4 separate regions of the Mus musculus genome follow, and regions 2, 3 and 4 are each linked to region 1. The links are chromatin contacts, called in public Hi-C and HiChIP or PLAC-seq maps. All regions are on one chromosome and are shown on one strand. Each heading gives the region's core, a stretch centred on a gene start, on an enhancer-like site or on the middle of the called end of the contact. The rest is flanking DNA. Distances are from core to core; before and after follow the strand shown. Region 1 holds the start of Padi2 (peptidyl arginine deiminase, type II). Region 2 overlaps Pax7 (paired box 7). Region 3 has its middle 37 kb from the start of Gm1667. Region 4 holds the start of Iffo2 (intermediate filament family orphan 2).

What was found. HiChIP or PLAC-seq counts read pairs in DNA pulled down with a chosen protein or histone mark. Hi-C and Micro-C count contacts between places; a contact is called where the count stands out from the background.
Region 2: an SMC1A HiChIP or PLAC-seq map of large pre-B cells shows a contact between it and region 1, with 7 times the contacts expected there. The contact joins the enhancer-like site here to the promoter of Padi2 in region 1. A contact is called at or near these places in 5 of 39 promoter capture datasets (the 3T3-L1 cell line, the C10 cell line, hippocampal neurons and 1 more), 1 of 15 datasets of contacts at CTCF or cohesin (large pre-B cells) and 1 of 115 datasets of contacts at active chromatin or transcription factors (large pre-B cells).
Region 3: a contact with region 1 is called in a Hi-C map of the N1E-115 cell line, with 6 times the contacts expected there. The contact joins the enhancer-like site here to the promoter of Padi2 in region 1. A contact is called at or near these places in 3 of 39 promoter capture datasets (the C10 cell line, hippocampal neurons and liver), 2 of 15 datasets of contacts at CTCF or cohesin (embryonic stem cells and large pre-B cells), 6 of 484 Hi-C or Micro-C datasets (the N1E-115 cell line, adipose-derived mesenchymal stem cells, cerebellum and 2 more) and 3 of 115 datasets of contacts at active chromatin or transcription factors (astrocytes, embryonic forebrain and large pre-B cells).
Region 4: a contact with region 1 is called in a FOXA1 HiChIP or PLAC-seq map of pancreatic cancer cells. The contact joins the promoter of Iffo2 here to the promoter of Padi2 in region 1. A contact is called at or near these places in 1 of 39 promoter capture datasets (hippocampal neurons) and 3 of 115 datasets of contacts at active chromatin or transcription factors (astrocytes, large pre-B cells and pancreatic cancer cells).

What each region holds. Positions count from the first base shown.
Region 1 is chr4:140,904,602-140,911,598 of GRCm38.p6, reverse strand. It overlaps Padi2 (peptidyl arginine deiminase, type II), which reads right to left and starts at 5,239. Exons shown (of 16, transcript NM_008812.2): 1 at 5,050-5,239. The coding sequence starts at 5,165. It overlaps Gm46719 (a long non-coding RNA gene), which reads left to right and starts at 1,745. Exons shown (of 2, transcript XR_001784481.2): 1 at 1,745-1,869; 2 at 2,337-2,625.
Region 2 is chr4:139,740,536-139,748,411 of GRCm38.p6, reverse strand. Pax7 (paired box 7) reads left to right here. Exons shown (of 9, transcript NM_011039.2): 9 at 7,510-7,876. The coding sequence ends at 7,625. Among named protein-coding and RNA genes, the nearest start is that of Gm42334, 9.5 kb to the right of the region's middle. Within about 2 kb of position 4,596, at least 24 of the 459 cell types and tissues checked have an H3K27ac peak or open chromatin away from gene starts, as enhancers often do.
Region 3 is chr4:139,870,266-139,877,598 of GRCm38.p6, reverse strand. No RefSeq gene overlaps it. Among named protein-coding and RNA genes, the nearest start is that of Gm1667, 37 kb to the left of the region's middle. Within about 2 kb of position 4,793, at least 11 of the 459 cell types and tissues checked have an H3K27ac peak or open chromatin away from gene starts, as enhancers often do. A contact at or near this core is called in the N1E-115 cell line, where this site is marked.
Region 4 is chr4:139,570,697-139,577,569 of GRCm38.p6, reverse strand. Iffo2 (intermediate filament family orphan 2) reads right to left here and starts at 2,850. Exons shown (of 9, transcript NM_001205173.1): 1 at 1,973-2,850. The coding sequence starts at 2,622.

The DNA of each region.
Region 1 (6,997 bases), core at 3,990-6,489:
GAGAGCCCATAGATTGGAGTCCTCACCATGGTCCTCCAAGCAAGGACCCAGAGAAGATTAAGTGGGGCTTGATCAAGAGGCTCATGGGGGTCTCAAGATCCCCCTGATATCCCGCTTATTTGTAGATAAGAGTCTGGGGTCCAATGGGGACGATCAACAGTGGCTTCCTGTCCTGGACTCTTGGGCTCAGGGTCCAGCATGGCTATGTGTGGGCAGGAGAGGAGCCAGTCACTTCTAAACCTTGGTGTTTGGGGACGTGTGCTCCTGGGGCTACATTGTCTTCCTAACTTGGGGACCTCTGCTCAGCGAGGAAGAGCCTCAGGGGCCCCACTAAGTGAAGCGACTGTGAGCCTAGCACGTGGGGTGCCAGGTCCTTTCTCAGCCCTCCCACTCCTGGGCACCAGCCTGAAACCTGAATCCTAAGTAGCTCCTGGCAGCGCCTCCTGTCCCAGGCCCAGGGCTCTGGGTGTTGTTCTAATTTATGGGGCCACGGGACCTGGCCTGGCGTCACTCTCTCGGCAGCAAGTGTCGGTGCTCTGCCAAGCTCTGCCGCATACCCTTGACCTCCCGTGGACCCATCCAACAGGGCCTGCCTATTGAGGTTGAAAATGGCAAGCTCAGTCTCATGCTAGGCACTCAGCAACCATCATGCTAGGAACTCAGCAACCATCAACCGCTGTGCTCACATGCTCGCCCCATGGCTCTGTAAGGGGCAGAGCAGGGAGGAGCCACGCCCCCCAATCAAACTGGGAGCCTCAGGAAGACAGGTTGGGAGAGCAGCCTGGGCTCTGCTCCTCCACCACTCCTCAGTCGTGTGGTCTGACTTTATGTCCCTTAAGGATGAAAGGGATAACAGCTCCTTCCCCCCCAAACCCCCTCCCCCGTGACGGTATGGGGGCGGGGCATATGCAAATTACACATACATATTAAATGACATGTAAATATTCGGAAGGTTGCCTGGTGTTCAATAAATGTTAGGGAGCTACATTAAGTAAATAATGGCAAGTGCTCTCTCTTTCTCGTGTGTGTGTGTGTATGTGTGTGTGTGTGTGTGTGTGTGTGTGTGTGTGTGTACACATGTGGGTTTATCTGTGCAGACTCACAGAGGCCAGATGACATAGAGTGTACTTTTCTCTTTTCTATCAATCTCCACCTTATTCTCTCTCTTTCTCCCTCTCTCCTTCTCTCTCTCTTTTTTTTAAGACAATTCACTGTGCAGCCCTGGCTGTCTCGGAATTCACTATGTAAATCAGGCTAACCTGGAGCTCACAGAGATCCACCTGCCTCTGCCATCCAAGTGCTGGAATCAAAGGCATGAGTCCTGCCTCATTTCGTTGAATTGGAGTCTCTCACTGACTTGGAGCTAGGCTGCTAGGCAGTTAGCCCCTGCAAGCCTCCTTTCTCTGCACCGGTGTTTCTGTGGGTGCAGACATTTGGACTCCGGTCTCACTCACTGAGCCATCTCTCCAGCCCAATAATAATAAGATCTTTAAAAGCCAAAAACAGAGCAAAATAAATAATAAATTGTCTCTTTCTACTGTGCCAACAACTTCTAAGTTCCTCAGAGACCTCTCACTCCACAGGAGATAATGGTGGGGACTGGTGTCCGGCTGACAGGCAATTCCTACCAAGACCTAAAGATCTGGAAGAAAGAGGCTCACCTTCCCTTCACCCTCAGCCTTGTGGAGTGGGGCTTGCTTATTCCCCTTTGTGACGTGATGAAAGAATGAGGGGTCCCCACCCTCCTTCCTACATAATTGGATGCGCTACACACAGGTCTTGCTCTGTGGCATCTACTCAGAGGCCCTGGGGTGACAGCATCTCTTGGAGTCCTGAGCCAGAACCTGTGTCTCAGCTAGGGAGGACTCGGTGAGAAGTGGGGCAGGATGAGGTGTCAATGTTTCAAGGGGCAGGGGACTCCCATCCAGGGTGGAGGGTGGCTAGGGGGAAGCATGAGCTCTGAGGTACATGACTCACACCTGTGTCCTGGTTGTCACCGGGCAAATGTATTCCTCTTTCTGAGCCTCTTTTTCTTGGTTTGCAGACCAGGATGCTCAAAAAGCATCTTCCAGGTCTCATTCAGGACCAAGAGGGGCAGTGCATCTTTTCCTAGTGTTAAGACCCCTTCTGGTCCTTTCCACCTGAGAAGAGGCTTGTCCCTACAGATACTGGACATGTCCTGATGAAGGAGGTCCCTTGACACACGACTTTCTTTCCCTGGGACATCTGATATTGTCTGGAGGCATTTTTGGTTGTCATATCGTGTAGGAGTGAGGCTGCGACTCACAGTGGGTAAGCTGAGGCAGGAATACCACTCATTACGTTATACTCTACAGAACAGTCCCTTCAGCAAAGAATTACCTAGAGAGATACTGGGTCTCTGGTCCAGACATGTGCTATCCGGGACAGTGGCCATCAACATAGGTGACTGTGGGACCCTTGCAGAGCAACCAGCAGCTCACTATCACTCCAGATGAACTTTAAGGATCACAAAGCGTCACAGGCGAAGATCAGCAGCTTTCTCATGAACTATCTTCCATGATCACGTATTCCAACGACGGCACTTTGGATACATTGGGCTTAACAAACTATTGCATGAGCATTAAAGTAATTCCATCTCTCTAACGTGTGTGTGTGTGTGTGTGTGCTTTATGTGTGTGCATGTGTTGCAGGTGGGTGTGATAAGTAGACATGGATGCCAGGGGAAGATGCTGGGTGTCCTATGCTGATACTCTCTGCCAGGGGCTCTCACTGACCCTGGAACCGAGCTGATAAGCCCCCAGCGACCTTCTGTCTCTGCTCCCCACAGAGCACAGGAGCACACAGCCACACCTAGCTTTTTACATGGGAACCTGAGGGTCAAGCTGAGATCCTCACGCTAACAGCGACACATTTACCCTCTAAGTCACTTCTCCAGGTCCACCTTTTCTTTTCTTTTGGTTGTTCTGAGACAGGCAGGGTCTTATTAGGTAGCCCTGTCTGGCCGGGAGGTTGCCGTGGCCTCAAGCTCACAGGGCTCCATCCGTGGACATCCTCTGCCTCTCAGGTGCTGGGTTCAAGGCATGCACCACACACCCAGCTTCCAGTACTAATTACAAGAAATAACTTTTATGAGTGTTTCTTAGAGGTGGGGTGGGAGACAAGGTCTCTCTGTGTAGCCTTGGCTGTCCTGGAACTCACTATGTAGACCAGACTAGTCTTGAATAATACAGCGATCCTCCTGCCTCTGCCTCCCATCCCAGTGCTGGGATTACGGGCTGTTTTTTCTCCTTTTTGAGGTACACATGCATGTGTTGGGGGTATACTGAGACAGGGTCATGCTGTGCGGCCCCAGCTGAGCTGGAACTCACTATGTAGTATGAATGAGCCTTCGGCTTGTGGTCCTCGGACCACAGCTTCTGGTGTGTAGGGATTGCAGGTGTGTACCACCACGTCTGGTTAACTTATTTTTTTAAAGGTAGACTATTACAACATTTGCAATGACAACGGTGGCCTGCGTACAGCTTCCTCTGGGCAGGTTATGGTCTAGGTTGTGCTGACTCTTGGTGTTGGGGAACTCTCTGTGAACTGAGTCCTGGCTGAGGCTAGTGGACACCTGTCCCCTTGCCCTCCACTGTGCTGGGCCTCTCTCTGCTTAGGTGGAGCAAGGACAAGGACTTAGGCACAGACCCCCTTTCTTCCTTAGCCCCCAGCAGAGGCAGCATGCCAGTCTTTCAGAGAGTCCCCACAGTGCCCCGGCAGGCAAGCTGACAGGCATGGTGACAACTGTGGCTTAGGGCCCAGGATCCTGGCTTACCCCTTGGCAATGCCCAGTTCAGAGCAGGGAGTGGGGAGAGATGGGCACCCTCCCAGGCCACTGGCGCCTAGACCACACCCCACCCCTGTGTTATAATCCTGCTTTGGGGTCTATATGAAGGCCCACTGAAGTCCAGGCCCAGGTGAAGTGGAGGCTGGGGCTGAGGCTTAAGGGCTAAAGGAGCAGAGAGGGGCCCCGTCTTAGGCTTGCTGAGACCAGCGGGAACCGGGGCCTCCTGTGAAGTGGCCGAGCAGTGGGAAGGAGCTGGAGAGCGGGCAGAAGAGCATGAGGGGGTGCTTAGGTGGGCTTTGGGAGGCTCGGGAGAGTCAGGCGCTTTAGTGTCAGAATGGTCTGGGAACACGGCCCATAGAGGATGTACAGGCACAGAATCTGGCATGCCCCTCCCTCCAGCATGAAGCCCTTCCTCCCTCGCAAGGCAGAACACTGAGAGTGCTCGGAGCAGATGGTGGCTTCAGTGTGGCCTCTCAGGCTGCTCAGACTACTCCTTCCCCATAGCACCTTTCCTAGGTCCCACACTATACCCTATCAGTTTCTCTGGGTTTGTGGGACACACTCTGCGAGATTCCTTCAGCCTTCTGTCTCAGGTACCCTGACCCCCATCGAGCGAGCGTGTGGGCAGAGAAAATGGGGAAGAAACGGGCCCTGGCTCCCAGGGCCATAGCGGGTGGAAAGTGACCCCTCTCTGATCTCAGGGTGAAGTCAGGAAAGGTATTTGGGGACACAGCTCACAGCCAGTGCCCCGGGACAGGCAACCACCAGCAACCCCCCGGAGGGTGAAATCGGATAAGTACCAGGCCAGATTCCACGTGGGCAGTTCCCCTTTGGACAAGTCAGTCCCCAGCACATCCCAGGCTGTTTCTGCTTGCAGGGGTAGGCAGTCCACTGGTGGAGGAGGCTGGGCTGGGGTGAAAGGTCAGCCAAGAAGGAATGGGGGAGTGAAAGGGGCGTGTTACAGAGAGCCCATGTGTGTTAAAGTCACCCAGGAGAGGGGCTGGAAAGACCAGTCATGAGAAGGCTAGATTTAGGGAGTAGTCTCAGAGAGGAGGCTGTGACAGGGGCTGTAACTGTGTGTCTTAGAGGGGCCTCAGGATTGCATGGAAGTGGATCCTGGCCTGGACTCTCTCTGGATTTCTGAGGATCTCGAATTGAGGGGCAACCTGGATACTGGAGCCAGGTCCAGGGTCTCAAGATTTGTGAAGGGTAGGTGAGAGGGTAACTCTCTCTCGGCTCACCTGTAGACATCGGTCCAGAGCTGCGTGCCCAGCACGTACACCGCCTCCACGCGGCTCCCATACTGCAGCCGCACGGTCCGTTCCCGCAGCATATTTTCCCGTATAGGCGGCTGCATTCCGTGCTGCTCCCAGGAATAAGCACCTGCTGCAGGTAAGCCCTCCGCTGCTGCGCCTGCGCTCGCTGCCGAGCAGCCGGCGGCCTTAAGCAGCAGCCGGGGGCGGGGCGTGGGCGGGGCTTCCCGCCGGACTCCTCTTGGATTGGATCTGCAAACCCGTCCGTCAAGCCTGGCCCCGCCCTCCAAGCCCCTCTGCCCGCAAGTTGTCAATTCCTGTTTTCCGTGTTTGGCTTGTTCATTCTTTTATTCAGTAAATTCCCCTTTCTGGACGCTCCCCCTCACCTCCAGCTCCGAGGGGCAGAAAGTGCGAGCAGGAGTAGCCGAAGGGACAGGGCAGGAGTGAATAGGTGGCAACCAAAGCCAGTCTGGGGCCGGAGAATGCTTCTCAGAGGAAACCCTGAGGCTTCTTAAAGATCTTGGCAACACCAGGGGGTGGAGAGGAGCCTCCTGAACACCTTCTGGAAGCTGGACACCCCCCATATTAGATCCACATTGCCATGAGAAATAGGGAGTGGGGTGGAGTGGGGGGAACTGTGGCCCTGGCAGGGACCAGAATGCTAAGCCCAGGCATGAGAGCGACAGCATGAGCCTGGAATGGGGCTATCTGGGAGTGCATTCTGGCTGCCCCAGACAGCGTTGAGCATACTGAGCTGGAGCCAGTAGTGAAGACCCCGGATGGGGCGTGAGAGGACTGGCGAGGAGAGGACTGATCTGTGTGGTGTTTATGGATGGAGATTTGGGTGGCTCCCGGTGGCTGGGAGGATGTGCCTGGTTGAAGGACAATGGGCTGACGGGGCAGAGGATTAGGGCTCCAGCCTGCGACACCAAAAGACGTGCCAAGGTAGAGGTCAATGTATGGTCCTGAAGGCCAAGGTGCACCGTGACATCTAGTGGCAGGGTGGGGTCTGAAGCACTCTGAACCCCACCCTCAGGCCCTTTCTTTCTGAACTCAACCCTGGGGCTATGCAATTTGAGGAAGTGGCTTTTTCGTTAAGGGAATGGAGACTGAAGGGCGGGTGGAGGGGTGAATGTTGGAGAGGGAGGGGGACTGAAGGGAGCCCCAGCAAAGGGCACACTGAATTAAACGCATTGCTCATAGGTATGCCCAGGCACGCCCAGCGGCCCTCGACTCCATCCTTCTCCTCCAGATGCCCAAATTAGGAGATGGTAAAGACCCCAGCTGTTCCTGGGTATCAGGGATCTAGGAGGAATGTGGGTGGAGAAGCAGAGAGCCAGAATCTCAGCCAGAGGGGTCACTGTCTCCTGAAAGGCTTGGGGTTCAGATCCTGGGAGAAGCTGCTAACTTCTGATTGGTCCCTGGGAGAGCGTTCTCCAATCAGGAGGCAGCTTGTGGGAAAGAATCCAAGAGGCACCAGACTGGGAACCCCTGCCCTGCTAAGGTGGGCTCGGGTCTGAGGACCCCTCTGCAGGCAAGCAAGAGTTCCCACCTCCAACACGGGCAGAACGGTCCTGTATGTCACTCACTCCTTCCATGTCTCCTGTCAAGCAAGTGAGTCCCAGCAGAGCCAGGGTTGTGCGATCAGGCAAAGGCTGTGGTTACCCAGCTGGGCAGAAACGACGGCGGTGTGTGGTGCACTCATTAGTTACGTGGTTTCTGTGCCCCACACTGCCCCCAAATGATACTTCCCAAAGCATTAGAATTAAATTATTTTATCTTTCCAGGAACGCTGTCAGAACTAACCTAGGGGTGCATAGCTCCTGACAGTAGCAGTGCAGGAACCTGGGTGGGGACACAGGGTAAGGGTGGCTTGCCTGCCTCGAGAGAGCTTATAGGTAATCTCTCAGCATAATGGAAGGTACAAACTGATATT
Region 2 (7,876 bases), core at 3,347-5,846, 1.2 Mb after region 1:
ATCTCATAGGCCCAGATGCCCCTTTCACAGGCCGGAAAACTGAGGTCCATAATGGAAGCAGAGGTGACCTAAGATGTTCTGAACTGGTCATCAGATGCAGTGACCCACCTCTTAGTAAGGACACCATACATATGAGTGTGAGTGCACACACACACACACACACACACACACACACACACACACCAGTTCCCCACAAATGCTCCTACAATCTTTAGAGGCCACACTTTATAAGGAGAAAGGGCAGGATTTTTTTATTAGCATGTTCTATTTCACCCAGTATACCCAGATCACTGTTCCCACAATCCGCAGGCGATACCCAGGAGATGGTCCGTATTCTTTCATTCCGACTTAGTGGCTTTTGTTGCTGTCCTTTGGTGGTACTGGGAATTAAACCCAGGACCTTGCCCAAACTAGGCATGAGTGCCACCACTGAGCTACATCCCCAACCCTCTACTTACTTTATATTTGCGACAAGGTTCACAAAGATCTCCACACTGGCCTGAACTCATTCTGTAGCCCAAATGGGGCTTGAACTTGCTATCCTTCATCAACACTTAAGCTTCAGGAGGGTGCTAGTGGGGACACAATGCTGCACACCCAAGCCTTTCTAAACAGGCTCATAGGGTTTCAACAAGAACCAACTAAATTAAAGACCAGATTTTACATTTGAATGACATAAAACTAAGTAAACATCCTTGAGTCTGCTCCCCATGGTGCTAGGCGCAGGTCAAGTGTAGGACAGCTAGCGGCATGTGGCACGAATGCAAGAGGATGGCTGTGTACAGACTGCTCTCTGTGTGACAGGCCTCTCAAGTCTCCAGGGTCTCACATACCCAGTCCAGCCACTGTCCCCTTGGTGTCTTGGCTTGATAGAGCAACAGCAGACTCTCAGATCAACAGCTGGGCGAGCCTGGCTTGGCCGCAACTTCTGGCCGTCGCCTGACGGGGCCAGCAGCAGGGCAGGCTCAGACAGGATGGGGGAGCCAAAGGTCACAAGGCTGCCCTCGCGCCACCTTTCAGCAAAGGCCTCACCTGCTGGTGTCAAACTAATCAGGAGGGTGTGTGGAGAGAGTGGGGCCTCCAGCCTAAGGGCACCCTCTCCAGCTGTTGCCTGCTCCTGCCACACTGACCTTTGCTTCCTTAGGCCCCCAGCCCGCTCCAACCTCATGGCCTTGGCCTCCACGGTTAAATGAGGGCCAGCTGTGTGGGCCTATACCTCCCATGTGCGTATGTGCAAGCTTGTATGTGTGAATGCATCACGGGATTGTTACAGTCCAAAGCGTCTGCAGGCACACTGTGTGCAAGTGATGTGGCTGCAAAGTGCCCACATCTTCCCAGATAAGTGAGTTGTCTGTGTGTGTGTGTGTGTGTGTGTGTGAACGTGTGTTGAATGTGTATACGTTTACATGTAACTGTACACATGGACATACAAATGGCTGTTCTGTGTACACATTGCATATGTGTATATGGCTTTGTAGGAGCACACAGGCACACATACATGTGAGAGTATATGGTGGCAATATACACACATGTTTAAATTTTCTTAGGTGGGTTCTTATGGGCTGATGTGTCTATATGTGTGTGTGTGCACTGGCATATGTGTGTGTGTGTGTGTGTTTGTGTGTGTTGAAAGTGTACGACCAATATGCAGATAAGTGTGGTTGTGTGCACATGTATATTTTGGCATGTACTTGTGCTTAAAGGTATCTATGATTAGGTATGACTTAGATGCTCGCATGAACATGATATGCATACCTGGGTGTGTTCATATGCAGTGCCTGGGCATGCTTGTGTATGCAATTGTGTGTGTGCCTATGGGAGTGCAGGACCATGCCTGTGAATGTGTGCTTGGGAAGCCCAGCACTACACGATCATCTGCATGCAGGACACACCAGTGTCCATGGAAGCCTTTCCACGCCGTCCCTGGTTGACCCCCTGACCTAGCGCATGTTCCCAGTCCAACACAGGACACACATGCTCTTGATAAAACATTTGAGAGCAGCAGCGGCAATGTGGCCGGCCCCGGGCAGGCGTTAGTCACACCCGGAGCCTGGAGCCCCTGCCCTGCTCCAGGGCGCCTGCCCAATTCGGAAATAAAATTAACCCCAAAGTCAGCATGGGGGTGGTGGAGGAGGGGGATCAAAAGAGAAGGGGCCCAGGAGGCCAGAAAGGAGAAGCAGTTGCCCTCCCTCTCCTTCCTCCCTCCTCCCCTCCTTTCTCCTCCTCCTCCGTTACTGCAGGGAGAGCTCAGGGCTCCTCAAGGGCCATGGTCTCCAGCCACTTACTGAGGCACCTCGGCCACCATGTGTCACCCAGCTGTCACACACACCCAGCCTCAGCTTTCCCACCTGCAGAATGGGTCTGGGGACGAGGCACATCCTCTCAGCCATTTCCAGCCACACTGCCTTTTTTTCTGTTGACCTTCTGGGGCAGTCCAAGGACATGTCACATTTCTGTTAACCAGCAGCCAACACCCCTAAGCACACAGGAGGCCAGGTTCTCTAATAAGCTTTGAAAGTCACACATTCTGGACTCCCCTGTGTTGGTCTTGATCCACCTGTCACTTGCTGCCTCCTGTCCCATGCTTGAGTTTAGCCCATGCAGCTCTGTGTGAAATACGTGCTTCTCAGCCACAGAGCTTCCCCACCTCCTGGTCCTCAGTTTGTTAGGCTCAAAGAGGTAGAGCAGTGTTCCCAATGTCCCACAGCCAGGCAGTTGTGATTCAGCTTCCTTACCTCGGAGCACAGGTGAGCCAGCCTGGGAAAGACACTTGGCACTGATCGGGTACACACTCTCCCGTGTGCACACTCGTGTGTGGGAGTGCTGCTGTCCATGTGCGCAGAGTCAAGGTGTAACTTGCTAAATGCGTATGCAGGGAGGGGAGAGAAATGATTGCTAGCTGGCGCCCCATCTCTGCTGCCACACAGGGCTGTGTGCATGGTCATTCTCACTGTCTTAGTATAGAAATGAGACTTAGAGAAGTTACTAGAGAGGGGTTGGTTGGCTTTGTTGGTGGCCACACCTGCATCCTGGTCATTAGGAGCCAATTTCAGGTGTGTTTGAAACATGCACGTGACCTAACTCCTGTGCAGCAGACCCCGCCTGCCCCTGGCTCCTAGGGCCTCTCTCCTTCCCAGAGACACCTCCACATCTTCTGGCTCTGGCCAAGTCCATCCATCTGCCCATCTCTAACCGTCCCTGGAGTGGGTGGGGGCAGGGGGGCAGGGATGGGGCACATGGTAGATTAATATGGCCCCGGTGTTCCCAGAGGCCAGGGCCATACTAATGATGGGGCTGATAGAACGCAGGAGTGTGAAAAGAATTTTAATAGATCTGACAACTCTAATAAGAATTTGTGTCTGGAAGGGTCCTCCTCTGGGGCTGCGCTCTGACGAGCTCCTGATGGCTGGGATCTGTTTACTGGTTGGCATTGCTGGCCCAGCTCCTGCCAACTCTTGATTAATGTAATTGGAGACGTTCAGAGCCCAGGCGGGGTGTGAGGCAGGAGAAGGGAGACACGGAGGGACAGAAGGACATCCAGGGTTGTTGACAGAGTCCCTAATGAGGAATGTCACCTTCCTGTCTTCTTGTCCAGCCTTTTGGCTCTACCCTAGGAAGAGGCAAGCACGCCCTACAGTTGGCCCGTTGGGTGCTCTGGAAGTTGCAGGGGGTCAGCAGGAAAGTTTGGCTTCTGAGTGCTTCCTTGCCTACCTCAAGGAGGGAAAGTTCCTACTGTGTACTGGGGCAGAGTGGATAGAGGTGCCAGAGAAACGATTCTTTATTTTGTTTTCCTTTATTTATGTGTGTATGTGTTCATGCATGTATGTATGCATTAATGTGTGTGCAGTTGTGCATGTGGAGGTCAGAGGTCAGGCTCAGGTCTCACCTGTAGACACTATCCCCAGCATCTCTCACTGGCCTGGAACTTACTAAACAGACCAGCAGGCATGTTGTCTATTGAGCCCCAGGGATCCAGATGCCTCTGTCTCCCCTGGGCTGGGGTCCAGACACCACCATGTCTGGCTTTCCTGCATGGGCTCTAGGGATCCGCTTTTCCTGTTTGCACAGCTTTGTCGATGGAGCCGTGACCATGGGTGCCCATGGGTAACTCTGGGCTGGCAACTGTGCTGTGCCTCGGGTTTTATTTTTCTCAAGTGGGAACTGTCCTGCCCAAGGCACAGAACCCACCTTCCCCTAGTATACAGTAAGTGCCAACCAAGTGTGGGCTCTGCCTTTGCTGTTAGCATGGCTCAGTGATGGACCTCTCAGACACCCCATCCACGGAATAACTGTAGTGGTCGTGTCAGGGCCCAGCATGGGACAGGCTGAGGCAAAGTAAGCCACAGCTCCCTGAGACTAAAGAAAGTTCACCTGAGGTGATGTGTGCTCTTGGTAAACCTTGCCTGGAGTGGAAAAGGTCACCGTGGGCATGTGGGGTGGGCGGAGGGCCTCAGTCGTGAGGGCTGTATGCACACCAGGGGCCATTGCCAAGATGCTGATACCACAAGATAATTCCCAGGGGCTGCTGGTGAGGCCCAAGGCTATGGAGCTGTCACCAGCCTGCCTGAGTCTGAAAGTGTAAGAGGAACCAGCTGATTATAGTCAGAGTCTCTAGAGACCTTAGTTCTACATTTCACCAAACAGGGACAGGGGACAGTCCCACTATCTGGCTTATATGACTGGAAAAATACCTAAAAGTACCCTGAGTACAGCATTGGGAGCAGGATAGCACAGGGCTAAATCTCTGGGGTTTCTGTTTCTATCCCTTCAGCCCTCTAAGAGGGTGGCTTACTGATCCATGGACCCTGACACCCAAGGAGAAATGACAGTGTGACCAGAGCTTTAAAGTTTTCCTTCAGCAAGAGTTGGCAACTCCCCACTCCCCATTCACAGCCAGGCAAGGGTGGCCATAGCTGCCTCTGCTCTGCTACCTTGGAGCCTGAGGCTGAGTGAGTGACGTCACCAGCCCAGGAACTCAGCATAGATCTTCCCCTCCACTCACCCACTATGAGCCTGGCTGGAGAGGCACACACACGATTCAAAGACACCCCAGGACATTTTCATAGCCTTTAGGAGTGGGGAGGCTTGTCCTGAGCCTTCTATGACAGCGTGTTTTAAAACAGTGTCTGTACCCCAGCTTTCAAGTAGATAAACTAACATAAAGGAAGACCAGTTTGCTCAAAACCATATGACTGGGAATGTACCCAGGAATGGCCACCCTTTTCTCCATGCCACCGCTAAAGGTCACATTTCTTCTAGGCCTGCGCTCACAAGCACCACACTCTACCTTCACACTATGTGTGTGGATTCTTTGCCTGCAGTTCTTTGGTTCATATGCTCCATCCCATGATATAGACAAGGAAACTGAGGCTGAAATGCTATGGCCCAGGTCACACTCAAGGTTGGGAGGCAACTATTGAGATTGTCCCTTTGGACTCCCTGGTCTCACCATCAAGCTGTGTCCCCTGCCTCCTGGCTCTACCTCCCCCTGCCCTGCTTTAAGCAGAAGATGCCACGCTTGGGGAAGCACAGAGATAGTCTACAGGGAGCCCTGAAAGGCGGGTAACAGAGGGAGCCTTGTGACTCTCCGTGCCCAGCTTTCACCTCTCTATGCATGGGGGTTCTGTGGGGGCACACTGGTTATAGTCACAAGACCTAAAGGCCCTGGGAGGCCCTGGACCTTTGCCTGTCCAGTGCCTTAGTCAGGAAAGATGTCTGCTAGAGCTTCAATTAGGACAGATCCACATGCTTCGCAGGCCAGCCATTGTAGTTGCACATGACAGACATCTGTGTCTTCCTCAGGTGAGCTCTTATGCTTGCAGGACCTGTGTGTGCATAGGTATCTGTTTACAAGGAGCAAGGGGCTCACACAGGTGTGTGTGTCTGTATGTGTGTGTGTCTCAAATGGGCATGGGTAGGTATTGTTATGTATGAATATTCATGCTATGCTCAGCATTGCCTTGTGAAGACACTCCTTTCCCCTACACACAGACACACACACACACACACACACACATACACACACACACACATACACACCACTCATTTTCACACGCATCCCCACCAATGCTCACAGGACTTCTCTGGAGCTGGCAGGCTGTGGGTTTCAGCTCTCATGTTTTCTCTCAAAGGCCCTCTTGGCTCACTTGCAAAAGCCACTTTGGCTCTTGTGCAAGGACCCTGTTGTGCCTCATGCATACCTGCACTCAGGGTCCAGAAAAGGTAGAGAGCCTTCATCCTCAGTGTTAACCTGGACTCACTCAGCCGGGTTCACTGGCCAGGATATGCAAATGGACTGAGGGAGGGAAGCTTAATTCTCTACTGAAATCTGGGATGTGTACGTGTACTTCCCTTTAGAGCCAGAAAAAGAGCAGACAAATAATAAACACTGAGGAAATATTTGCTGAGAGGGTGGGAAAGAGATTTATAAGGGAACTATGGGTGGAAGAAGGATGGAGGGTGTTCTCATTTTATTTCTGTTACTGTGCCAAATACCCTGACCAAAAGTAACTTAGGGAAGGAATGGGTTCATTTTACTTACAATGACATGTGTTACAGTTCATGATAACAGGAAGTCAAGGCAGGAACTTGAATTGGTCACATCAAACCCACACTGAAAAGCAGAGAGAAACAATGTATCCATGCTGTCTACTTACTTGCCTTTGGCTGGCTTCATTCTTAATACACCTTAGGGTTCCCTGCCTAGGGAATGGTGTCACCCACAGTGGGCTGTGTCTCTTAATAACCAATTAGCAGTCAAGACAGTTCCCCCACAGACATGTCCACAAGCCAACCTGATCTAGACAATTCTTCAACTGATGCTCACCTCCCAGGTCATTTTAGGCTGTGTGAAGTTGACAATAAAAATTAGCCAACAAAGGAAAGAGGGACTGATGGATAGATGGTCAGAAGGATGGACATATAGACAGAAGATTAATGAACAGAAGAATGGGTAGATGAATAGTGTGGGTGGAAGAACAGATGAGAAGATTGGCAGGTGTGTAAAGGGAAGACATTGTATGTGGATGATTGTGAAGAAGAATGGATGGTGGAAATGGATGGATAGATCATAAGGTTTGATGGGTAATTAGACAGAAATGGATGGATGGATGGATGGATGGATGGATGGATGGATGGGTGGGTGGGTGGGTGGGTGGGTGGGTGGATGGATGGATGGATGGATGGATAGATGGATGGATGGATGGATGGATGAGTAGATAGAAGGAGAGAAGGATACATGGCTGGAAGAAGGGATGGAGTAGAAGATGGATAAATAGATTTGTGAATGTGCAGAAGAATGGAAGAAAAGGAGGCTGGATGGATAGATTAGTAAGATGCATGGGTAAACAGATGAATAGATGGATGTTATAGGTGGATGGGTGGATGGACAAGAGCTGGTTAGGATGGATGGAACGGTGGTTGGATGGACAGATGGACAGATGGATGAAGGTTAAGTGGAAGGATGTATGAAAAGAACCTCAGTTTCTAGAAGCTTCTCTCTCTTTCCAGCTGCTGTTGATTACCTGGCCAAAAACGTGAGCCTGTCCACACAGCGCCGTATGAAGCTTGGGGAACACTCCGCTGTGCTGGGACTTCTTCCTGTGGAAACGGGACAAGCCTACTAGGGTCCCTGGGGCAACTTGCCCCATCCAGTGGCCCAGCCAACCCTTCCCAAGCCCTGAGTCTCCTCACCTCAGTCCCCTTATCCCCCTGGGGTTGCAGGAGACCAAGGGAAAAAAACCCTTTCCCTTCCTACAGGAAACCCTCTGGAGACGGAAAACCAGTGTGCCATCTACCCATGCTTAGTGACCCAGAGTGGCCCCTTGCCTTCCCCTCTTTCTTCAGAGGGGTTCCTAGGCATCCTGCAGTGACCTCC
Region 3 (7,333 bases), core at 3,544-6,043, 1.0 Mb after region 1:
GGAGCTCAGACCTGCCATCCGACAGAACAGAGGGCTGAAGACCTTAACAACAGGAACCGAGGCCACTCCTGAGGACACTGGCTGAACCCAGGCTGCTAGTGAGTTGGCAACCAGGACCCAGTCACCTGCTGCCACCTGCTGGAGACAGAGGCACGGTGGCTGGTACACCCAGACTCACTGTGCCCTACCTCCTTCCCACACTGTCAAGGGTCCGTCTAGTGACCCAGAGGCAGGTAGCTTGGTTTTGTCTGTCCCTCCAACAGGTAAAGTCACTGGAGCCATCTGACCTTGTCACTAGATCCCAGTCACAGATCTGCACCTGCCTTGTTACGCTAACTCATTCCGTATTTGCTGAATAGAGGCGGGCTCAGTCAGTCAAGACCACTCAGGCAAGAGGCTCTGGGAGCTTCTGGATGGGGCAGGAAGGAGTGGGGGGGGGTTGGTCTCCCCACAAGTCACCTCTGGGAGTCTTGCCTGCTAGAGGCCTTGCTCTATGCGAACACAACCTAAATAGGAATGTGTCCTGCTTGCCTCTGGGAGCACTCTCTCCAGAGCTGGGCCCCCCAGTGGGAGGCAAGGCTAGGTCTTCTGGTGGCTTCATTGACTCCTGAGCTGGAGCCTCGCCTCCCTTATTGCCAAGTCACGCATTTAAGGTCCAACATGGGACAGAGCTAAGCTGAGGCCCCAGTGGGCTGAGGGGCCTGGGACTGGCCAGTTACAACCACACTGTCAGGATGGCCCAAACAGGGACATCTGTTACAGTCTCTCCAAGGTGGAGGAACTTGCCTGAGGCTGCAGAGCCAGCAGAGATGCAGGCCAGGTTCTGCCTCCAGTGCTGCAGGAGTCTACTCCTCTGCATGCTACAGGCATCTGCCCTTCCCTTCTTGACCTCTCCATCCTGACGGCCCACCTGTTCTTAGGGGTGCCCTCTCTACTCCCCTATGTTCCAAGACTTCTCCACCCTTCCCTCTGTCCCGGGGGAGGCCCTCTTCCTTCAGGAGACTCATCTTGACATCCCCTTCCTTGAAGCAACTCGTCACAGGGAGAGGCCAGGTCTATGTTGCCCTACCTCCTGTCCTTCCCTTCTGTGTAGAAAAATAATAAAATGAAATGAATAAATGAACCTGCTTCTTCAGGCCCACGGCAGCCCAAGCCGCTGTCATGTCAGACTCCTGGCATTTTCTCACACAAGGCAGGCCCCTGTCTCTCACCATCAACCCTTTCTGTCTCTGGCTCTTTGTATCTTTTGTTCTCTTGGCCCGGTCATTTGCTCGGACATGTCATAGCTGAAGGCCTCGGTCACAGTGTACCTCCGAGACAGCTCCTCCCCACCTCTGCCACATCGTCTCCTTGCCTCGCCCTCTGTTTGCCTCTCTGTCCTGTCATGGCAATCTGCTGACCCTCTGACTTCCTCTCTGACTGCGTCTCTGACATGTGACCCGCAGGGCAGGGACTTGTCTCTCTTGTGCACTGCTCCCAGCTCCCATCGAGCACTCAATAAACACTCAGTAAATTAATGAATAAGTCAACTAATCAATCGAGCAATCAATCATGAAGTTGAACTGTTTGTTTTGTTTGTTTTTTTTAAGAGTTCCCGAGTCCAGAGTTGCCACAAAAAGCCAGTCTCAGTGTCCTACAAAGGCATTGCTTAGCCATGTGGTGCTCAGCAGATACTTCCGGGGCTTGGAGATACACCTCAAGTCAGGATTCAGGATTGATGCAGGTGGATGTCTGCCTTGGCCCCTGAGCCTGGTGTCCCTGAGAGACTGGTTTGTAGCAGTTGACAAAGCTGCGGTTGTCCCCCTGGGCTCCACATGAACGGAGCATCTCCACCTTCACTGTGCCCCACACAGCCTTCTCCAGGTGTGATGGTTGCTACTAACTGTCAGCTTGACACAAGTTAAAATCTCCTGGGTATCACATCCTGGGGATGCCCGCCCCCACCCCCACCTCCTCATCCCTATCAGATTTCCATTCATTCTCATAGCCATCTGGGCATCTCTCCTGTCCCTCCCCACACCTGATACTGAACCCCATCCCCTATTCCCCTCCGGATCCCCTCTCCCACCCAGTTTCCTCCCTCCATCTGCCTCCTATGACTATTTTATTCCCCCTTCTAAATGAGATTCAAGCATCCTCGCTTGGGCCTTCCTTCTTGGTTAGCTTCATTGGTCTGTACAGTGTAGCATGGGTGTCCTGTATTTCATGGCTAACATCCACTTATGCGTATGTGACACAGACCTGGGATAAGGGAGGCGCCCAAGAATCAATGGGAGTGACCTTCGCTGTGATTCACAGTACTGGGGATATGGAACCTGAAGAGGCTACCTCCTGTAGCCAGGCAGGAACCCCAGTGGAGCCATAGGGACACCAACCCACCTACACACCTTTTGACCCAAAATTTATCCTGTCTACAAGAAATGCAGGCAAGGGGGATGGATCAGAGACTGAGGGAGTGGCCAACCAATAACAAGCCCACCTTGAGACCCATCCCATGGGCAAGCTCCAATCTCTTGCACCATTAATGATATTCTGCTATGCTTGCAGACAGGAGTCTAGCATAACCATCCTCTGAGGGGCTCCCCCAGCACCTGACTCAGACAGATGCAGACACCCACAACCAAACAGTGGATGGGGCTCTTACAGAAGAATAGAAGGAAGGATTTTGGATCCCTAAAGGGACAGGAACTCCACAGGAAGACCAACAGAATCAACTAACCTGGACCCTTAGGGCTCTCAGAGACTGAACTACCAACCGAAGAACACACACAGACTGGATCTGGGTCTCCCCACACATATGCAGCAGATGTACAGCTTGGTCTTCGTGGATTGCAAACAACTGGAGTGGGGGATGTCCCAAAAGCCTTTGCCTGTACATGGGATATGTTCTTATAGCTGGGCTGCCTTGTCTGGCCTCAATGGGAGAGGATGCGCCTAGCCCCTCAGAGACCTGATATGTCAGGGTGGGGGGATACTCAGGGAGCCCCCACTTGATCAGAGGAGAAGGGGAGGGTTGGGGAAAAGATTGTAGGAGGGTGTGACTGGGATAGGGATATAAAACTAAATAGATAAAAAATAAAAGCATCCCCTGGGTAAAGGGCCTCTGGGCATGTTTGTGAGAGGTTATCTTGATTATGTTCACTGAGGTGGGAAAACCCAACCACTGTGGGCGGTACCATTCCTTAGGCAGGGAATCCCGGGCTCTATGAGGGAAGGAGAGTGAGTTGAGCTCTAGTTCTTCTCTCTTCCTCTGACTGAGGACCAGGGTGACCAGCTGCCTCGGCCTCCTGACTCTGATGGACTGCACCTTGAGCAGGGAGCTGAAAGAAGTAAAACCCTTTCTCCTTTAAGTTGTTTTTGTCTGAGGTCTCACTAGGTAGCCCTAGCTGACCTAGAACTCGCTTTATAGACCAGGCTGGCCTCGAACTCACAGAGACTCACCTTCCTCTGCCTCCCAGGTATTGGGATTAAAGGTGAGCACCACCGCATTCAGCTTGTCCGAGTATTTTATCTCAGCAACGGTAAAAACAAAACGAAACAAAGATACCAGGTTAAGGACCCTTCATTAGTCATTTAGTCACTCATTCATTAATTCATTAATTCATTCAACCTCTATTTACTGTAGAGTAGGAAAGCATTTAGTCCCCTGAACCTGGGTTCAGATCCCGCCTCTGCCACCGAGAACATCATGGCTGTCAGCCATCCGTCTAAAGCTCAGCGGTCTCAGCCTGCCCACCTGTAATTAGAGACAAGTTTCCTCTCCTTTGTGGGGGTCGGTCTGAAGAAAAGGAGTCAACCAGACCGGTCATGACACTTGACACCTGCCATAAGGGATGGTCACTTCTGTCAAGATGTCTACAAGCTGCCCGGCTGGATCCTCAGGTACATCAGACATATCAATGACCATAGGACCAAGGGACAAATATCACCAGATAGAAGAGCAGACAGCCTCAGGGAACAGTGGGCTTAAGGACTTGCCCTGGGACCACAGCTGGACTCCAAAGTCCCCATACCTGCTCAGCCAGGTCAAATCATCCACATATCTTATTTCTGTTTCATATATACATATATATATATATATACACATATACACATATACACACCTACACACATACACACATACACACATACACATATACACATATACATATACATATATATAGTATATGTGCGCATATGTATGCACATACATACATATATATAAAATTATGTATCTATTACATATATACATATATTACTTGTGTATATGTACGTACATATATATGCATATACATACATATATGTACACATATAAGCATACACATATACACACATACACACGTTTGCGCACACACACACACACACACACACACACACTTCTTTTGCAATTTTAGGGAGGGATGCAGGCCTGGGTGCACTCCCCATTCCCGGTAGGCTCTGAGTTTTCATCCACTGGCTCACTGGGAAGAATATGTCAGGAAATGGAGGTTTCAGTCAGGAGCACAAACCTCCCTTGTCCAACTGGTAGGTCCCAGAGAGATGCCGAGCCCTCTTCAGCCCAGAGCCTGGGGTCCCACATCAGTATATACAAGGAGACAGAGTCTAGGCCTGCGAGTGTAGAGACGCCAGCCAGCCTTCCCTCCCCTCTGTGGGTTCCCCACTCGCTTCAGATGCCAAGCAACTCCCTGATACAATCAGGAACACGGAGCCTCGGGACTGGCCAAGGTCACAGCCAGACCCTTACTGCAGTCTGCTGGGCCACCATGGTGATCATGAGACCCCAGAAGAGAGGCTCCACAGCCCAGCCACAGCAGAGCCTTGACTCTGCTGCCCTCTGGTGGCTGCTGGCATCAGGTTCCATTTGCAGGTCCCTAGCAGAACCTGGAAGGAGAGTGAGTCTGAGCTCAAGAGGATTAACATGTAGAAAAGGCCACTTTCTCCAGCACAGACTGGAGAGAGGCCACAGGGAAACCCTTAGAGACTGGGCAGTGCAGAGTGGTAAGTATGGAAGAGCCTTGAGCTTAGATACTCGGGCTCTAGCTGGGCCCAACGAGGCTAATTATAAAGGGCCTGTAATCTCTGAGCTTCTCCTCAAGGGGCAAGTCACTTTCTCTTCCCTCAAATCTACCTGCCTGCTCTCATCCTGACCCACAGAACACAGAGCTGCAGCTTTGCACAGGTCCCAAGGCTGTGGGCATCCTCCAGTCTTAGATCGTCTGCCAGTGCCTTGGCCTTCTCAGACAGTCGCACCTCGGCTGCCCTGTTACCCGGTTCCAGTTGCCACAGGTAGGATGCTCCATCAGATACCCTTTGAGCTCAGCCTGAGCTGGGGCTGAGAGGGTGCCAGGCCTCTGGGATGTACCAGCTCCAGCCACTGCCATGTGACCAGTCCTGGCAGAGAAAGGCCGCAGGGCAGAACCCAGTCAGCCAGGCATGTGAGGCCACTGCGATAGAGATCAGTCTGGACCACGAAATTTGGGCTAGCTAATTAGGAGAAACGAGAAACCCAACGTCAGCGGCTGTGTGACCATGGGCCGGTCACTTAGCTTCTCTGAGTGTTTGAATCTGTACAAGGTGGCACACTCAGCGAGAGGAACCATGGAGATTGCATGGGAGATGGATGCTGTGTGCCGTTGTACTGGCTTCTCAGACTGGCTAGGAGCTGATGTGAGCTGAACCACGGGTGGCCAGCGCTGGGAGGCGGGTCTAGGAGGCGGGTCTTGGAGGCGGGTCTTGGAGGCGGGTCTTGGAGGCGGGTCCGCACCGTGCCCCTCCTTCCTTCCTTAGTCCTGTGCAGGTCTCATGTGCTGCCAGGACTCAGTTTTACAAGTGAAGTAACAATTTCAAAACAAACAAACAAAAAAACCCTCCCAAAGCACAGTGTAAGAAACAGTGATGTGGAGAGGGTGGAAGACAGGTGATTTATTAGGTCGCAACAGAGCTGGGATCCAAGTCTTGGGATAGAGAGAGCATGCAATAAGAGCTAATTCATCATCTTCACTATCATTGCCATCTTTATTACCATCTCCATCATCACCTCCTTCATCACTTCTTCAGATAGTGGAGATGATAGTGGATCATCTCCACTATCTCCATCATCCTCATTGCCACCACAAGCCCCATCATCATCTCCACTGTCATTTCTGCCATCACCACCATCATTATCATCACCATCTCCATCATCTCCATCACCATCTCCATCTTCTCCATCATCATCTGCATCATCTTCTCCATCATCTCCATCATCATCTCCACCACTGCTCTCATCACACCCTCTCCCGTTACTATTCTCACCGTAAACACTGTTACTATCTCCATCATCATCTTCTTCACCATTACCATCTTGCCAGCATTATTACCATCTACAAGGTGCCTTGTGCCCACATAAAACTGGCTGAGCCTCCCTGGGTAGAGGGGAAGTTGTATGTTTGAAGCGGGTTGGCCCCTTGGCGGTAGATAGGAGAGACCCTCTGCAGTCTTTGCCTTCTTCACTTCTTTTCCATGGCTTGTCATGGAAATCCAGCCACGGCAGATTCATTTGTTCATCAACCATACCTGCTCACCTACTATGCTCTCCCCCACACCTGCTAACCTACTGTGCTCTCCCCCACACCTGCTCACCTACTGTGCTCTCCCCCACACCTGCTCACCTACTGTGCTCTCCCCCACACCTGCCCACCTACTGTGCTCACCCCTACACCTGCTCACCTACTGTGCTCTCCCCCACACCTGCCCACCTACTGTGCTCTCCCCCACACCTGCACACCTACTGTGCCAGCTCCCACACCTGCACACCTACTGTGCCAGCTCCCACACCTGCACAGGCAGCAAGAGGAAACCAAGCTTTGGGATCAGGCCGGTGTGGGCCATGTCAGATCCCTGTTATGTGAAGCATGTCACAAGCCAAGCCATTCGGCCACTTTGTGGTTGGGAATCAATCACCCTCCAGTTTCTCCCTGAAACCTGCCCCATACTGAGAGGCTGAAGCCAGGGCCTCACGATGAGTCCCAGCCTCAGCAGCAGGGCTCACACAACACCTCCCGCCATGCCGGTCCTCCCCAGTTTCCCGTGCCTGGCCTCCTTTGTCCTTGCCTCAGTCTGCTTCTGGGCTACAGAGAAGGGAATAGTTGTCCCTGGGGGGGGGGCCATAGAGAAGTTGCCCTATCTGGGGCCTCGGTCATGACCTGCCCTCTTGCACTGATCCTCTCCCCAGAGGCCAGGCTTACTGGTCACTGAAAGGTCCCAGGCACCAGTATGATGCTCATGCGCAAAGTGGGAGGTGGGCAAAGCAGGAGGTGGGCAATGGAAGTGTTTCTCATCTCCCTCCCCCCCAATCCCTCCCAACTCCCACCTC
Region 4 (6,873 bases), core at 1,601-4,100, 1.3 Mb after region 1:
TACCTGCTGAGCCATCTTGCAGGCCCTCGTTGTATTTTGTATTAATTACCCAAGGAGCTTTTTCTAAAGTATCATCAAGAAAGCCTGGGGCTTCAAGGAACACAGCTGCTGTCCAAACCACCTTGCTTTACAGGTGGGGAAACCGAGGCCCGAGCAATGCAGAATGCTGGCTTTGGAAAAATCCAAAGCTTTGAAGAAACTTCAGAGAAGGAAGGAAGGTGTCCAGGAACCTCCCAGAAAGGCGGGAAAGAGAGATGCCCGCACCCCACCTGTCTCAGCAGGGCCGGCTCATTCCAGGACAGTGCCAGAAGCTGACATCACAACCCACACCCTGGGTGCAACCTGAACGGCTCATTGCTCAATGACAATCCATCCCTCTCAAAGCCCAGGCTCAGACTTTCTATCACCTTAGTAGCCAGGGCCAAAAAGCACACACACAATTAAACAAACGCGGCGCAAGCCTGGGTCATGACTACACAGTCAAGGTGGCAGATAGGAGGGCCAGCCCAACCCTCCTCCTCCTTGAGTTTCACCATCCAAAGCAAGTGTCTCTTTCCCTAGTCCGCCCTGACGGGGATGACCACCAAGGGCAGAGGGTGGCCTCCCTAGGAATGGCACGGGACATTCCCAAAGCCAGGGGAAAAAAAATAAAATAAAAGCATTCCCCCAGCAATCCAGGCCCTGCAGGAGCGCTGGGGGCTCCAGGCATCGCTACTCCCTGCTTTCACAGGTAAGAACGTCTACTTGATGACGTCCAACACGGGCTTCATCCCACTCTCCCTGGAGCACTGGCTGCTGCTTCTTACAGTCCAGATTTCCCTGAGGAGCAAAAAGGTTTCCAAGTGGCTAACAATCTCCCCTGCCGGTGATGGGAGCTAGCACCTGACTTCTTCCCGGGGCAGTGGTCTTCAGTAGAGGGTAAGAGCGAAGGCCCAGGCACAGCTTCCAGGGAGAGTTTAGGATTGAAAGGAATGGCCCCACTCCCTCATAAGTAAAGACAACAAAACCAGAATTACACTCAGCTGAGATTGGAGCCTGAGCCTAGAGGGGCCCCTCCCCCACACAGACCTGAGACCTACGCACAGACCCTTCCCCTCCTCGAGTCAGAAAGCTGAGTAGACACTACTGTCAAGCAGGCTGCGGGCAGAAAGCATGTCAGTATTGCAGCCAGGAAATCTGAACTGCAAGGAATACACTGGCCATCTTGCAGGCAGTCGGCTCCTGACCTCCAGCGGGACCCCATGATCTGGGTCCACTCATTATTCTAACCCGTGAGTATCTCTTCCCTGGGGGGGGGGGTGATTCCTTAGGCTGAATTCATGGGACCTAGCCAATAAACCATGAGATTTGGGAGAGTATGAAGAAGATGATGAATTTCTGAAAGGCCAGTGTCTGGTTTTGATTCTGCAAGCCAGAGATCTTGGCCTTAAAGACCTGGAACAAGATAGGCGACCCCGGGGCCCTAGGGACAGAGCCATCCATCTTCACACGTGAGCTCATTAAATTCAAGGACAAAAAAAAAATGACAATGAGCTAGTTGAGACTGTTTTCTTTACACCTGCTATGGGAAAGGGAATCTACCACCAACATCTCGGGGAATACCTAGGCTAGGAGACACACCAGCCATGACTTCCATCAAAGGATCAAGTCTTGACTTTCACCGCGGATTAGCCAAGCTGCCTTGAGCAAGACACTTGGTACCTCTTCACCTCAGTTTCCTCATCTGCAGTATGGGGACAAGGCTGCCTCACACCGCACTGTCATGTGGACAGAATGAGATCACCACAAATCCGCTGGTTATTACGTCCCTGGGAAACAATGTGCCTGGCCCCAGGGGTCGGCGCCCAGGTATCCCGCGCTCCCTGCGCTCGTTCGCGGATTTAGATGACCTAGTCCTCCCGCAGTTCGCAGCCCATATGCCAGGCCCTGCTGCCGGTTCTGAGAGCGGCGGAGGAGGGGCGCGTCCACTCACCTCCGTTTGTACTCGTCACGCTCGCGCTTCACCTTGGCCAGCACGTTGTAGAGAGCGCGGATCTCTGGCGTGATGGTGTCGATCTGCACGCCTACGCCGTCCGGGTGTACCCACGACACGCCGGGGCCCTGCACAGTCTCCACGCCACCGCCTCCCGTGCGCCGCACCTGCGTGTAGCTCCAGATGGTCCCGGGCAGGCGACCGTAGTGCTGCGGGTGCGAGCCGCCGCCGGGGGGCAGGCCGCCCAGGGCCACCGCGTTGGCGTTGACGCCGGTGGCCGCGCCGAGGGCCTGCCCGCTTCCCGCAGCCGACGGCCGCAGCAGCTCGGGCCCGGTCTGCACGGCCTGCTCGCGGGAGAAGGTCTTGTAGCGCAGCCGCCGATCGCGCTCGCTCTGCTGCTGCTCCAGCTGTTTCTCCAGGAGCCGGTTGCGCCGCTCCAGCTCGTGCACCTTGGCCAAGAAGCAGCGGAAACGCACGTTGAGCCCCTTGAGGAGGTGGATGTTGGAACCCAGATCGTCCCGCAGCGCCGCCGTTACGGGCGAGGGCCCCGGCCCGGCCCCGCCACCCCCGCCGCCGCCTGCGCAGCCGCCGCCCCCCGGCGGGCAGCCGAAGGCCAAGGCCATCTCTCCGAACAGCAGCGAGTTAACCATGCGCCGGCTGCGTGGCTCAGGGCCCCGGGCCCGTGGCTCCAGATGCGGCTCCAGCTCGGGGCCGGGCTCCCGGCGCGGCCGGGCCAGGGCGGGCGCGGGCTCCAGAGCGGCCGGGGTGGTGTTAGGTGCCAGATGCGGCTCCGCTGCGTCGGGAGAGATGGTGGGACGAGCTGGAGGTCGCGGTGGCTGCGTGGGGCTGGTGAGGGGTCCGGTGCCTGCGCCGCGACTGTCAGAGCTGCTGTGGACCGGCCGCAGCAGCGGCTCGCAGAGGACTCTCAGCCGGCGCTGCCCCCTCTGCGGCGAGCCCCGCCCTCTGCAGGCACAGACCACGCCTCCAGGGCCCGCCCTCTGCAGACACAGACCACACCCCCTGCCTAGCTGCTCTCTGCCCTTCCCGGCCCGCCCTCTATAGGCGAAGGCCTTCCTCCCTAGCCTGGACCGCCCTCTGCGGACATAGGCCACGCCCCTCAACCCATTGCAGCGATTTCACCCGCTGAGACTCGGCTCCTAGGTCTCCAGCCCCGGCCACGCCTATCGGCCCTTGGGCTCCGCCCACCCACAAGCTGCGCCACTCGTCTGCGAGGAGCCTTTCGACTACAGCTCAAGCTCCGCCCAGCAACGGCCCAGAAAACCCTCGCCTGCGTGCGGCGCTGCAGGCCTAGCGGGGTTCAGATAATCTAACGCAGTCTGAATGCGAAACTGTACCCGGGAACGCGGCAGAGCCGGGCACCGCAGCCTCTTGAAAAGGTGGACAGCCTGTGGAGACCTCCACTACCAAGTGTGCCAGGCGGGCTTGACTACCTGCTTGCCCTTCCTCCGTGTCCCAAATTTCCCTGCCCCAGATTCTCAGGCATGCGGGTGACTGTGGCCTGCAAAGGTCTGGCAACCATAGTGTGCGAAGATGCATGAAAACCAGCTCCCCTACTCCAGCCTCCGGAGGCCTTGGTCGCCTTCCTGTCCCCTACCAGGCAGGATCAGGGCTTCTCGCAGCCTTTGAGCCTGCTAGTCCACGGCAAACCCAGAAGCGGGGATGTGAGACAAGCTGGGGAAGAGAAAGCAATGAGCCTCCCAACATGCTTGTCCTCACAACCCTGACTAACCATCTCCTGTCACCTATCACCACATTGTCACAGTCGGCGCTGTAGCTGAGCCCTGAGAGCAGAGGGTCTGTCTATCCATCAATTCTCCCGAATGCCTTGCTGCAATATGGAGTACCACCTATTTGGAGGACACTTATTTGGACCCATCCATCTTCCGTCCTTTCAGCCATCTATCCTTCACACCTACCACCCTAAAAACCAGTATTCCCTGCGATCTCCAAGTGTCTCCTGTACCCACTGCAAGCATTAGCTCACAGCAGGCACCTATTTAAGTATTATCCTCATTTTACAGAGAAGGTCGCTGAGACCTGAGCTTTACCACCACCTCAAAACACACTCTACCCAGCCTTCCGAGCTGCTGGCCTTTGGTCCTCACCACAAACTTCCTAAGGGAAGGACCCCACCTTGAATGCCTGTGGCTTACACCGTCAGCTCTTAACCAGATATGTGGTATGTTTTAGATTCTTCCGGCCACATCTTTTTTTCCCCTCTCACCGCCATTGTCTTGTTACTAGCTTATGTGTCCGTCTTGTCTGCTTGTGCGTAAGCTTGCAGGCAGGTACCCTGTCTCACAGGACAAAGCCTTGGTGCTCTTTGTGACAGACGAGAAAGAGTGTGGTGCTCTGGGGTGGTGCTGTGTTGTGAGGTTACTGCTGTGTTTCAGGTTTGGTCTTGTTGCCTTCCCTCGCTCCCTGCCAAATGGACTTAGCTCTGCGCTCCGGCATTCCCTTCTGGTGATCTTTCTCCCCGGAACCCAAGCCTACCTGGTCACTCTCTTAACTTTTAGATCACGGAGTCTTTGATGCTGTCATTATCCACCCTAAAGAACCAAGAACCCTTTGCCTTAAAGTTGTGGCTCTTGGGATCCTGCCTGGACTGAGAATAGAATTCTGAGAGGGCTGAGACACTGGGGTAGACCCACTTTCCACCCTTATGGTCGCTGGTCTTTGAATGCTCATCAATATGTCCTTTGATTCTGAAAGAAGTCTTTGCGATTCTGTCACCCCTAGATATTCCCATATCACGAGAGTTGCTGTAACTCTCCTGAGACCTAAGCTATCAACATTCAGAAAGTCATATAGGGCTTACTGCTATATCTGTTTGCTTGATGTTAGTGTTTGGAATGGAACTCAGGATATCTCAATTGCTAAGCAAGTCCCCTACTACTTAAGCCGTACTCTCAGCCCTTAGTCTTTTTTTCTAAGTGCTTGCTTGTGTGTGTGTGTGTGTGTCTGTGTGTGCTGTGCAAGCACACACATGCCATAACCTCAGTCCTCACCTTCCACCTTACTTGAGGCAGGACCTCTTGTTAGATACTCTGTATGCCAGGCAAGCTGGCCCTGGAGGTTCTGGCAATTCTCCTGTCTCCTCCTATCTTGTTATAGGAACACTTGAACTACAGATGCTTGCCACGGAATTCAGTCTTATATGGGTCCTGGGGATCTGAACTCAGGACCTCATCAAGGGCTCAGCATCAAGGGCTTTACCCACGGAACCATCTCCCAAGCCCCATTATTTAATGTGCTAATAAGGAAATGTATGTATCATGATGCTGCAAACTTGCTTTTTGAATACTTTGATGACTTGCATTTTAAACTGTTTTCGTTGCATGAATTTTGTCTGAATGCAAAAAAAAAGATATACTTTTTGTTTGTTCATTTTCAAGACAGGGTATCATGTAGCCCAGGCTAGCCTTGAACTTGTGATCTTCCAGCCTCATCTCCCAAATGCTGAGATTACAAGCATAGGATCTCAGGCATTGCTTATGAGTCAATGTCCTGTGCAGGCTAGGCAAGCACTCTCCCAACAGCTACATCAAAATGCATCCTTTTGTTTGTTTGTTGACACAGCAGGGTCTTTCTATGTAGACCTAGCTGTCCTGGAACTCTAGATATAGACCAGGCTAGCCTTGAACTCCCAGAGATCGTTCTGTTCTGCATCTGAAATGCTGGAATTAGAGACATGCACCATCATGGGCAGCCCTCATGCTGCAGTCCCATAAATCATTCTAAGCATGGGCTATGGTATTCACCAGATGTCTGAGAAGCCCCTGGCACAGAAGGGGTTAAGGAGCCACACCCCCAAATTAGCTCTGTACAGGCTTTTCCAGAAAAGCTCTGCCCTGCCAAGTTGCCCTAATGGGATCTGAAGCCCTCCTGGGCAGGGACATCCCATGACCCTGGACTCCTGCTTGGACAGTCCTAGAGCAGAAGCTGAGGAGGGTGCCGAAGGGGTGGTCCTGAGTGTGAAGGAGGAGATTGCTCAGTAGAGACTGGATCTGAAGAAGACCACAGAAATAGTATTTGAGGGCTGGTGAGATGGCTCAGTGGTTAAGAGCACCGACTGCTGTTCCGAAGGTCCCAAGTTCAAATCCCAGCAATCACATGGTGGCTCACACCCATCCATAACGAAATCTGATGCCCTCTTCTGGAGTGTCTGAAGACAGCTACAGTGTACTTACATATAATAAATAAATAAATCAAAAAAAAAAAAGAAAGAAAGAAATAGTATTTGAGATTGAAGGGCTCCAACACGGCCATCCCAATGTCTACAAACTACAGAGCTGGGATGACGGGTAATGAGCCACATGTCTCCCGCTCTTTGTGCCTAACAGCCCACCAGGCAGGGGACCCACAGCTTTCTAGTTTGCCTAGAATGTGGGGGTTTTCCTGATGAAGACATTCAGTGCCCAAACCCGAGATCAACTGCCCCACGCTGCAGTCCATATAGAGCTAGATGCTTCCGAAGCCACAGTTCCTGGTCATCCTGACAGGGATGGCTGCCTGTGTTACCGTCATTCTGCACTTGGGTTGGGGTTGCTTGGCTTAAGCAAACGGGGAAAGCCCATCATGCACTGGGAAGCAGCTCCTACATCTCTACCCAGCACCCCCTCTGGTGGCTAAATTCAGCCTACTGCCTCTCATCCCTCCAGGCTTCGATTTCTAGAACATTCTATGATTAGAATGTTCTTCTCCAGTGGCATGAAAGAGTGCAACAAACCATCATGGCACCAAGGGGAGGGAGCGGCCATGAGTCCTCACGGTGCCAGATGAAAACGTACCCCTGACTTGCACAGGCTCCGTGAGATATCCCCATGGCTCTTCCTCCCTCCCTCCCTCCCTCCCTCCCTCCCTCCCTCCCTCCCTCCCTC